Linked DNA regions of Oryctolagus cuniculus: region 1 is linked to region 2. A link is a contact called in public Micro-C data. All regions are on one chromosome and are shown on one strand. Each heading gives the region's core, a stretch centred on a gene start, on an enhancer-like site or on the middle of the called end of the contact. The rest is flanking DNA. Distances are from core to core; before and after follow the strand shown. Region 1 holds the start of TNPO3 (transportin 3). Region 2 holds the start of KCP (kielin cysteine rich BMP regulator).

What was found. Hi-C and Micro-C count contacts between places; a contact is called where the count stands out from the background.
Region 1: a contact with region 2 is called in a Micro-C map of ear pinna, with 2.8 times the contacts expected there. The contact joins the promoter of TNPO3 here to the promoter of KCP in region 2. A contact is called at or near these places in 2 of 6 Hi-C or Micro-C datasets (ear pinna and an unstated tissue).

The regions. Positions count from the first base shown.
Region 1 is chr3:165,228,224-165,232,874 of mOryCun1.1, reverse strand. TNPO3 (transportin 3) reads left to right here and starts at 1,327. Exons shown (of 23, transcript XM_008258220.4): 1 at 1,327-1,883. The coding sequence starts at 1,764.
Region 2 is chr3:165,089,113-165,093,845 of mOryCun1.1, reverse strand. KCP (kielin cysteine rich BMP regulator) reads left to right here and starts at 2,278. Exons shown (of 45, transcript XM_070071297.1): 1 at 2,278-2,601; 2 at 4,637-4,733. The coding sequence starts at 2,520.

The sequences.
Region 1 (4,651 bases), core at 78-2,577, 140 kb before region 2:
CTTTTCATCTGTTTTCTCATTTGTTGACGTTGCTGTTGGTGGCATATCTAAGAAACCATTGCCCAACCCAACATTAGGAAGACGGACTCCTGTTTTTTTTTTTTTTTTTTTTTTTTTTTTTTTTTTTTTTTTTTTCTAAGAGTTGTGTAGTTTTAGCTCTTACATTTGGGTTCTACAATCCATGTTTTGGAAAATATGGTACAAGGTAGGAGGTGCTAAGCATTTGTTGGATTGCAGACATTTATAAAACTTTTTATTCTGTATTAAAGTGCTTGTCTTTCCTCGCAACCAGACCGAGTGCCATAAGGGCCTGGACCAAAGGTGAGCTTTTTTTTTTTTTTTTTTTTTTTTTTTCATGAATGAACTAGCTAGCTAAAACATCAAGCTTTTTTAATCTGATGTTATACAACTCTGGGGCGACACTGTTTCATCTTGGTGGAGGCAGTTACACAGTGCTGGCAGTGACAATCCAGAAGCAAACGAACACCCAGGATGGTGGGGTTGTACTCTGCAGTGGGACTGCTCTGGATTCAAATCCTTTCATTTAACGACTGTAACCTTGGGCAAGTTACGTTCCTCTCATTCTTCAAATTCTCACACTTTTAACTGGAGAACCTTGTAACGCTGTTGGGATTAACTGAGATCTTCGGGCGTTTTACACATGGTAAACATGTGTCGCTTAGTAACCGCTCTTTATCACTGCAAAGGAATAGCAACAATGTTGGGAAACCCTTTAACACGCTGCTACCTTTTGTTTCAAATTTCTCCCCAGCACAGCTTCCGATATTGTTTTCTTTCGTGAGCTGAGACTTGTTAACCACCGATTCTCTGATTTGGGAAGAAAAGCATACACAGAAAGGGCATGCAATGTGAAAACGATCCTACAGATATATGCAAATATCCTGGAGTGCAGCGTGTCACACTCTTGAGTGCGAGGACTTCGTAGAAAGGGCAGCGGGTGAATGGAGACGCTCGGCATTCTGGAATTATTTCAAGGAGGCACATATGTTAGGGCTGTATCGCAGCGTGCGTGTCTCTTCAACAGTCAGAGTTGGATCTCCAGTACAGCGGGCAGCCTACGGGTAGCTGAATTGTCTCGCTCTGACCACGGGGGCCAGCCAGCTTTCTGTGGACACGGGTGGCGAAGTCCGAACGGCAGCAAAGTCCTCAGACCCAGCGCCCAGGAAAGGAGAGCGGCTCCGGTACGGGCCACACGTCGCCCCTCAGGCGCCGGCCGAATCCGGGAAACCCGGAGAACTACTTCGCCCTCAGCGCTTCTCCCCGGCTCCCGGCGCGGCGGGGCCACTTCCGGGAGGGGGCGGGGAGACAAGAGGAGGCGTGTCGGGAAGGAGGCCGTTTGTAGCGCACCAGGCGGAAGTGAGCCCAAGGTGTCGGTGCGGCGCTTCCGGTCCGGGTGAGCGCGGCTTAGGCGCGCTGCGTGGTGTGTGTCTCGTGCTGAGATCGGCTTCTGAGGGCGAGTCAGCAAGTGAAGAGGCGAGCACCGGCGTCCGGACTCGGAAGTCTGCAGTCGAGTGGAAAGGCCGGAAAAAAAGGCCTGGAACTTGAATACGACTTAACTGCTGTTTCCGAGGGGGCAACTTCCACAGGGAACCCCTCTGCCCTGGTAACGGCCAAAGAGGAGGAGATGGCGCCAGTCAGGGAGCGGCCGTGGCCGAGACAGTGAGGAAGCGCGAAGGCGGAGCAACCCGGGGAGCCTTGGGCGAAGAATCGGAGCCGTCGCTGCCACCACTGCCGCCAGCACCATGGAAGGAGCAAAGCCGACCTTGCAGCTCGTGTACCAGGCGGTGCAGGCGCTTTACCACGACCCAGACCCCAGCGGCAAGGAGCGCGCCTCGTTTTGGCTTGGGGAGCTGCAGCGTTCGGTGAGGGGCCCGGAGAGGCCGTTCTGTGCCGCGGGGCCGGGTCGGGGTGGGACCTCGGCTCGAGGGGAGAACCTGAGCCCGGCGGTTGGCCTCGTGAGGTCCTCCTCGGGGAGGAGCTGGCGCCGCGGGGTGGGGCTGCGGAGCCGCATCTCTGCCGCCTTTCGGAGCCCGGTCGCAGCTGATCGGTCGCGAACTGGCCCTCTCCCCGTCCCGTAGAATCGGAGTCGCGGGTCCCGTACTTCTGGCTCGGGGCGAGGATCTAACCCGCTTCAAGTTCTGCGCGCTTTCTGTTGCTTTGTAGGCCGTGCCTTTTCTGTTTTGCCTCCCTTAGACAAACCCAACTCCAGTGTTTCTGTCTTCCACTTACGGGCGTCGTAGCGGTCTCCGGGGGCCCAGGTGTGGCATCTGCCAGGTCCTCCCCAGTCCTAGCCTCACTCGCGGCTCCCCGTTCCTGGCGGGTCTTGCACTACAGTTTGAGTCTTAGTATTCTCGAAACTTCTCGGGTGTCTGTAGCCTTTCACACGTGAGTTTCCCCCTTTGCTTTCGAATGCAACATAAAGAAAGAAAAGCGTACCGGTTCTGATCGCAGGCCATCTTCGGAGTTCTCATTTTGCTTCCTATCGACCTCTAATTTCATTTCCCTTTCAGGTGTTTATGTATAATTGGTTGATTGTTCCACATAAATCTGAACGTGCAGTGAGGTGTTTAGTTTCCACCCGTTAGTCGTGTGTCCCTTGTAGCTCTGCCTTTGACTCAGCTATTTGATGCGATCCCTGATTTTCACACTCACCTTTGCTGCACTTTATTTCTGTGTGGGAGCATACAGGTGGGGATCTTGCTGACTTAAAATCTTAAACGTACGATTTACCTTCTGAATCGTGAAATGCTTTGGACACTAAAGAGGCTTGTACAGATGGATAAAGCACCTTTACTTTTTTTTTTTTTTGCATGTTATACTCAGCGTATTTTTAAGTTGTCCCCTCTCTATTTTTATTTAACTCATAACTGGTGCTTAAAAGTGCTGTGGCCTATTAAAATGAGCCTCTAGGCACCAAGTGCATAATAAATATTTAAAATGTGCAACTTTGACTTGAATATTGCACTTGGAAAAAAAAAGTCGGCCCCCACGACCTTGTTTACCTTGTGGGAAGACAAGGGAGTAGACTCACTGACGACTGCAGGAGAAAATCATTCACATATGGTCTCGTTTAGTTAGTTCAGTGATTGGTGAGTCACAATTCCCCGATCCTTGTATAGTTTCCAAAAATGTAAATGGGAGAAATGATGTACCAACCAAAAGAGACAACTCTTAACTTCTGAAACTTCCTTATTGTTGTTCTTTCTTTCTTTCTTTCTTTCTTTCTTTCTTTCTTTCTTTCTTTCTTTCTTTCTTTCTTTCTTTCTCTCTCTCTCTCTCTCTCTCTCTCTCTCTTTCTTTCCCTCCCTCCCTCCCTCCCTCCCTCCCTCCCTCCCTCCCTCCCTTCCTTCCTTCCTTCCTTCCTTCCTTCCTTCCTTCCTTCCTTTTCTTCTTTTCTTCTTTTCTTCTTTCTTTCTTTCTATTTGAGTGACAGAGTTACAGACAGAGGGAGAGAGAGGTCTTCCATCCACTGGTTTACTCTCCAGATGGCCACAGTGGCTGGAGCTGGGCTGATCCAAAGCCAGGAGCCAGGAGCTTCCTCCAGGTCTCGCACGTGGGTGCAGGAGCCCAAGCACTTAGGCCATCTTCTGCTCTCCCAGGCCAGCATCAGGTAGCTAGATCGGATGTGGAGCAGCCGGGACTTGAACTGGCGCCCATAGAGGATGCCACCACCACAGGCAGAGGCCCAACCCATTCTGCCACAAAGCTGATCCTTATTCTTTTCTTTAAAGTCTGTACTCATTCGGTAGAAATGCAATTAAAAATTATTTATTTGAATGACAGAGATCTTCTGCCTACTGGTTTACTAACCTCAAGCATTTGCAAAAGCTAAGGCCAGGCCGGTCCTAAGTCAGGAGTCAGGAACCCCGAACAAGTCTCCCATGGGTGGCAGGGAGCCAAGTCCATGTACTTAGATCATTGTCTGCCTTCTAGGCCCATTAGCAGGAAACTGAATGGGAAGCTGAGGTGGGCCTTGATCTCAGACGCTCCCACATGGAATATGGGGTGGCCTAAGCGGTGGCTTAACCCACTGCAAGATGCAGTTAAACATTTTTTTTTTCTTTTATTTATTTGAGAGGCAGAGAGAGCAAGCACGTGTGTGTTCACATCCTCTTGTTCGCTCTCCAAATGCCTGTTATGGTCAGGAACCATAAACTGGGAGTTGGAGTGCAACCCAGGTCTCCAGTGCGGGTGGCAGGAAGCCAGCACCACTGCCCAGGGTCTACATTAGCAGGAAGCTGGAGTCAGGAGCTGGGGCTGGGAAGTAGACGCAGGCACACTGGCATCTTAATCTGCTAAGCTGAATGTCTGCTCTGGTTGTGTGTATTTAAATCAGTGCGTGGGTGCTTAGCATGTCCTAGTGACTGTGCTGGGTATTGGTATTTGGGGATGAACTAGACAGAAATTCTGCTTACCATATAGGGTAGTTGTGATTTTAAATGAGGTAATATCTACAAAGAGTTTAGAAAAGTTCCTGGAACCTGGGTATAAAGTATATTAGCAGTTATTTAACTGTTCTTCACTTTTCTCTCCTTTCCACTACTCTGTTACAACCATGTATCATCATTATCAGTGCTAACACTCAGGGTCCCAACAATAACAGGTGACATTTTTGACGGGGTAATTCAAG
Region 2 (4,733 bases), core at 1,029-3,528:
AGCCAAATAGAAATGTCCAGAAAATGAGCAGACATCTGATAGCCTTTTGACCTGTGTCTGGAGCCTCTGGACTCAGTGGAATTGTCCAGTCACGAAGACGCCTGCCATCAAAGCAGGAAGGAGAACAGGCCCCCGCATTCCAGGCAGCTGCTGGGGGTGTACGGACTCCTGGTCTCCCAACCCCACTTCGAAAGCCTCCCTCAAGGCTTCTTTCCTCACGACTCACACTACATATGACAGTTTATACTAAAAGCGGTTCAGTGAATTAAAATTGAGCATTCAGATTCCTCTTGGCATTAGCCTTATGACCAGTGCCCAGGGGCCACTGTATCAGCAATTAAAACACAGAGCACAGGGGCCTGTGCTGTGGCACAGTGGGTTAAAGCCCTGGCCTGCAGTGCTAGCATCCCATATGGACGCCAGTTCGAGTCCCGGCTGTTCCACTTCTGATCCAGCATCCCTACTGATGCTCCTGGAAAAGCAGTGGAGGATGGCTCGAGTCCTTGGGCCCTTGCACCCACATGGGAGACCCGGAGGAAGCTCCTGGCTCCTGGCTTTGGATCAGCTCAGCTCCAGCCAATGTAGCTACTTGGGGAGTAAGCCAGCAGATGGAAAACCTCTGTCTCTACCTTTCTCTGTAATTCTGTCTTTCAAATATATAAAATAAATAAATAAATAAAACCTACACAGGAATAGAAGGGGGTGAGGAGAAGAGGGAATGCAGGAAGGGACCCACACGTACGTCCCCTCCTTTCCCCCTCTACCCTTAGCCTGATGGGATCCCCAGGCGCTCAGAGAGTGGAGAAGCGGCAGGAGACGGGTGGCTTTCTGCTCCCCAGAGACTGCAGAACCTGGGGCTCACAGTCACAGTCACGCTGGGCACTTGGCCCCCTCCCGCCACCCCCCCCCACACACACACACACGTGGGCTCCGATGCCTGGTGCAGATGCTCAGCCCGACCGCCTGGTGTCTCCACAGCAGAACCGAAACAGAACACTGTGCACCGCAGGTCCTGGGTCCCAACCGGGAGCACACCTGATGTTGATGGACTTTCCTGCCTCAGGTGGGCCTGTGGGGGCTGAGGAGACCCCTCCCGGAGGGGCTCTGCTGGCTGCGGAGGCTGAGCTTGGGAGAGGCGAAGCCAGACTGGGAAATGGAATCCCAGATCTATTCCAGGCAGCCAGGCCCTGTGCCTGGGGTGGACAGGCTGAGTTGGGGACCACTGAGAGAGGCAACTGGAAGGTGAGCTGCCAAGGGTTTTATGGGGGCGGGGCTGGGATCCTGCACCTAAACCAACTCAGGGAGGTGTGCAAGGTGCCTGTTAGGCCACACGTGCCATGCCAAGGGTACAGAGCAACACCCAGGCGGTTCCTACTGCTTACACGGACGTGGGTGGGGGTGACCGGGCACAGAACGGGGCTGGAGCCCGCAGGATGGAATTTGTCCCCACACTTTACTTAGCAGCTTATTTCATTCATGCTGACTGCTATGAGATAGCGTCCCATGAAGGAGAGAAATGTAGTCACTGGCTCTCGTCCCCTGGGCTGTGACCCCAGCTCCTGGCCGCCAGCTTCTGGGCTCTGAAGCCGCCCTCCCAATGCTGTGGAGACCCCCTGGGCCCAGGGCTGGGCTCTGGAGGCCTGGGGGCTGGGGCGCCTCTGTCTCTGTCCCCAGGGCAGGGAGGGAGGCTGCTTTGGCAGAACTCACAGCTCCGCCTGCACAGTCCTGCCCGTGAGCCCGGCCCCAGCCCCACCCCCACCCCCTCTGCATCCCAGCTGCACTAAGGAGTTTCCCAGCCGTGGGCCCAGGCAAGCCGGCTTCCCTCACTTCCTCCCATCAGCCCCCTCCTCCTGCTGAGCCCAGAGCACAGCCCTGCCCCCTACTCAGCCTCACTCCACACGCAGCCTAGGCCTGATCTGAGAAGCCGAGAGATGGGGTTGGGACCAGCCAGTGAGGGTGGCCTCCACGTTTGGGGTGGGGAGGCTGGTGAGTGAGTGTTGTCCAGGGCAAAACCATAGGCCACCCTTGACCTCCCACGGTGGGGGTGACACCTCCTGTTACCATTTGTTCTCTGCTGACCGTTTTCTTTGTCTGGACACTCTCACGTGTAAATTCTCACTGCACATGCATCAATCAAGTAGACAGCGTGATCCCCAGTTTGCAAGCAGGGAAACTGAGGCGCAGAGCAGTTAGGGGCCACAGGGAGTCGACTGCAGGGATTGGAACCCAGCTCAGACTGCCTGCGGGCCCAGCGGAGGAGTGACCCCAAGGGGCGGGAGTGGCGGCGGGCAGCCCAGAGCGGGGGACCTTGGGGTTCCTGCGGAGGGCTCCTCCTGGGTCCTGCGCAGGAGACTCGTCCCCAGCCCGCCCGGCTTCACAGAGGGGGTCACTTCGGGACGGGATGAGGCTGCCCAGGGCCCCTCCCCGAACAAAGGCCGGGTGGGAGGCGGCCTGTGTGTCCCACCCCGCCTCCCCCCAGCGCCGGGGGAGCGGCCGGCAGACGACGCGGCGGAGCGAGCATGGCGGGGGCCGCGGGCGCGCTGTTGCCCCTGCTTCTGCAGCTCTGGAGCCTGGCGCCGGCCGTGGGTGCGAGCGCGGGAGGTGAGTCCCACGGCCAGACTCCGGCGCCACGCCCCAGCCCCCTGCGCGGCCCGATCGGCGGCTCCGGCGGCCCCGACCCGCCCGCTTCTCCCGGCCTGGGACGCGCCCCTCGGGCCAGCCGCCGCGCTCCCGACGGTGGAGATGCGGGAGCGGCGGCCGGGATCGGGTCCCAGGGGCGGAGGGGGCCTCCGGCTGCAACCGGGGAAGCGTGCGCTGGGAGTCTGGAGTTCGTTATTTTTGTCCTGAGACAGGCGAGAGGAGGCCGGCTCTGGGAGCTGACTTGGTCTCCTTGTCTGGCCGGACCCCGCCCCAGGCTCCTGCGAGCGCCGGGCAGGAGAAGCTGAGCCAGGAGCAGCCACGCTCATGCAGCTCCTTCGGCCACCTCCCTGGGCAAGGCACTGGCCCTGTCTTCACCTGCCGGCGCCAGGAGACCCCCTTCCTGCTTCTCCCTGCTGAGCAGGCCTGAGCGGGAGGCAGGAGAGGAGGCAAGTGTGGCTGGAGGGCTTGAGAGCCGGAGACCCCGTCCCTGAGGCTGGCCCAGGAGCCGGCCCAGGATGGAGTGACTGCCCCCTGCACGGGCGGAGGAGGTGGCACCCGTGCAAGGTCACGTGTGCCCGAGCTACTGTCACCTCCCGCTGTGTGGTTCTGAGAGAAGAGCAGGTGGAGCGCAGGAGAGAGGTGTGCATTAGGGGCCTCCTGGGAGTCCAGAGGCTGCTGGGATTTGAGAGAGGCACAGAAGAGGAGGGCAAGTCCCAGACTTCTGGCTTGGGGAACTGGGTGGGAGAGGGTGGCAGGAGCCACGGCCAGGACTTCCGGGCCAGAGTCTGGGGAGCAACCCCAGGAGCCAGCCTGTTCCCCTCGTTTACCTGGCGGGGGATCCCAGTAAGAAGGTGAGATGAGCCTCCCCAGGCGCATCTCCCTCCCCTCCCCGACGGGGTGTCCACGCAAACCAGGGAGAGGCTGTGTCCCCCATCAGAGTGCCTGGGTTCAAGTCCCGGCTCCGCTCTCGATTCCAGCTGCCCGAAGGCACCTCCTGGGAACCGGCAGGTGATGGCTCAAGTAGTTGAGTCCCTGACATCCACGTAGGGGAACCTGGATTGGGTTTCTGGATCCTGGCTTCAGCCTCATCCAGCCCTGCCTGTTGTGAGCATTTGGGAAGTGAATTGGCAGATCTGTGTGACCCTCTCTCTGAAAGAAAGAAAGAAAGAAAGAAAGAAAGAAAGAAAGAAAGAAAGAAAGAAAGAAAGAAAGAAAGAAAGAAAGAAAGAAAGGAGGGAGGGAGGGAGGGAGGGAGGGGGGAGGGAGGGAGGGAGGGAGGGGGGAGGGAGGGAAAGAAGAGTCCGGCCCAGTTTCTGTAGCCCCTCCCCCAATGCAGTGGTGGGTGGGGGTCCTGGGAGCGCTGCCACAAGCCTGGTAACATGGTCAGGTTTGGGGGTGGGAACAGGAGGAGCACTGGCCCCTCCCTGGGCACGTTCTCCAAACAGGATGAGCCTTCTGACAGGTGTAAGAGGTGCTCACCTGTGGGGTGGGGGCCACTCAGGTGCTCCCTGAAAAGACTCTCCCAGCAGGCGCAGCTCCCACCAGACCCCAGGCACCCGGAAGCTGCCTCACCTCTCGGGCACCTGTCACGCCGCTGCAGGTCAGCCTGGCTGGCTTCTGGGCCTGCCCAGCATGAAGCGTCAGCTCCCCAGGCCCCCCGAAGGCCCAAGATGTCCTACAGGGTCCCCGCCCCACAGAGTCAGGGCAGGCTGTGGGGAGACCCCGTCTGGGTGCTGCTCTGTGCCCTCAGCCACCTGGGGCCCTGGGGCTTACACCCGATCAGGAGGGACGGTTAGTCCTGGGCACTTTTGTCCACAGGGCCTCCTCCTTCCACACCCCCGCCCGCCATCTCTCTTCCCTGGGAGATGCAGGTGGGCAGGTGGACAGGGCAGGAGCCTGGGCGGCCCTCCTCCTCTGCCCGGTTTGGAGGACAGCACCCAGGAACCCGTGCCCGTGCCCAGCCCTCAGGCCCCCATTGCATTCCTGTGCCTTTCAGGTGGGCTTACTGACACCCATGACTCACAGCAGCAGGCTCCTGCCCACTCCTTGGTCCCTGCTGGGGGCCTGCAGGAGCAATGGCGCCCCCTGGAGGA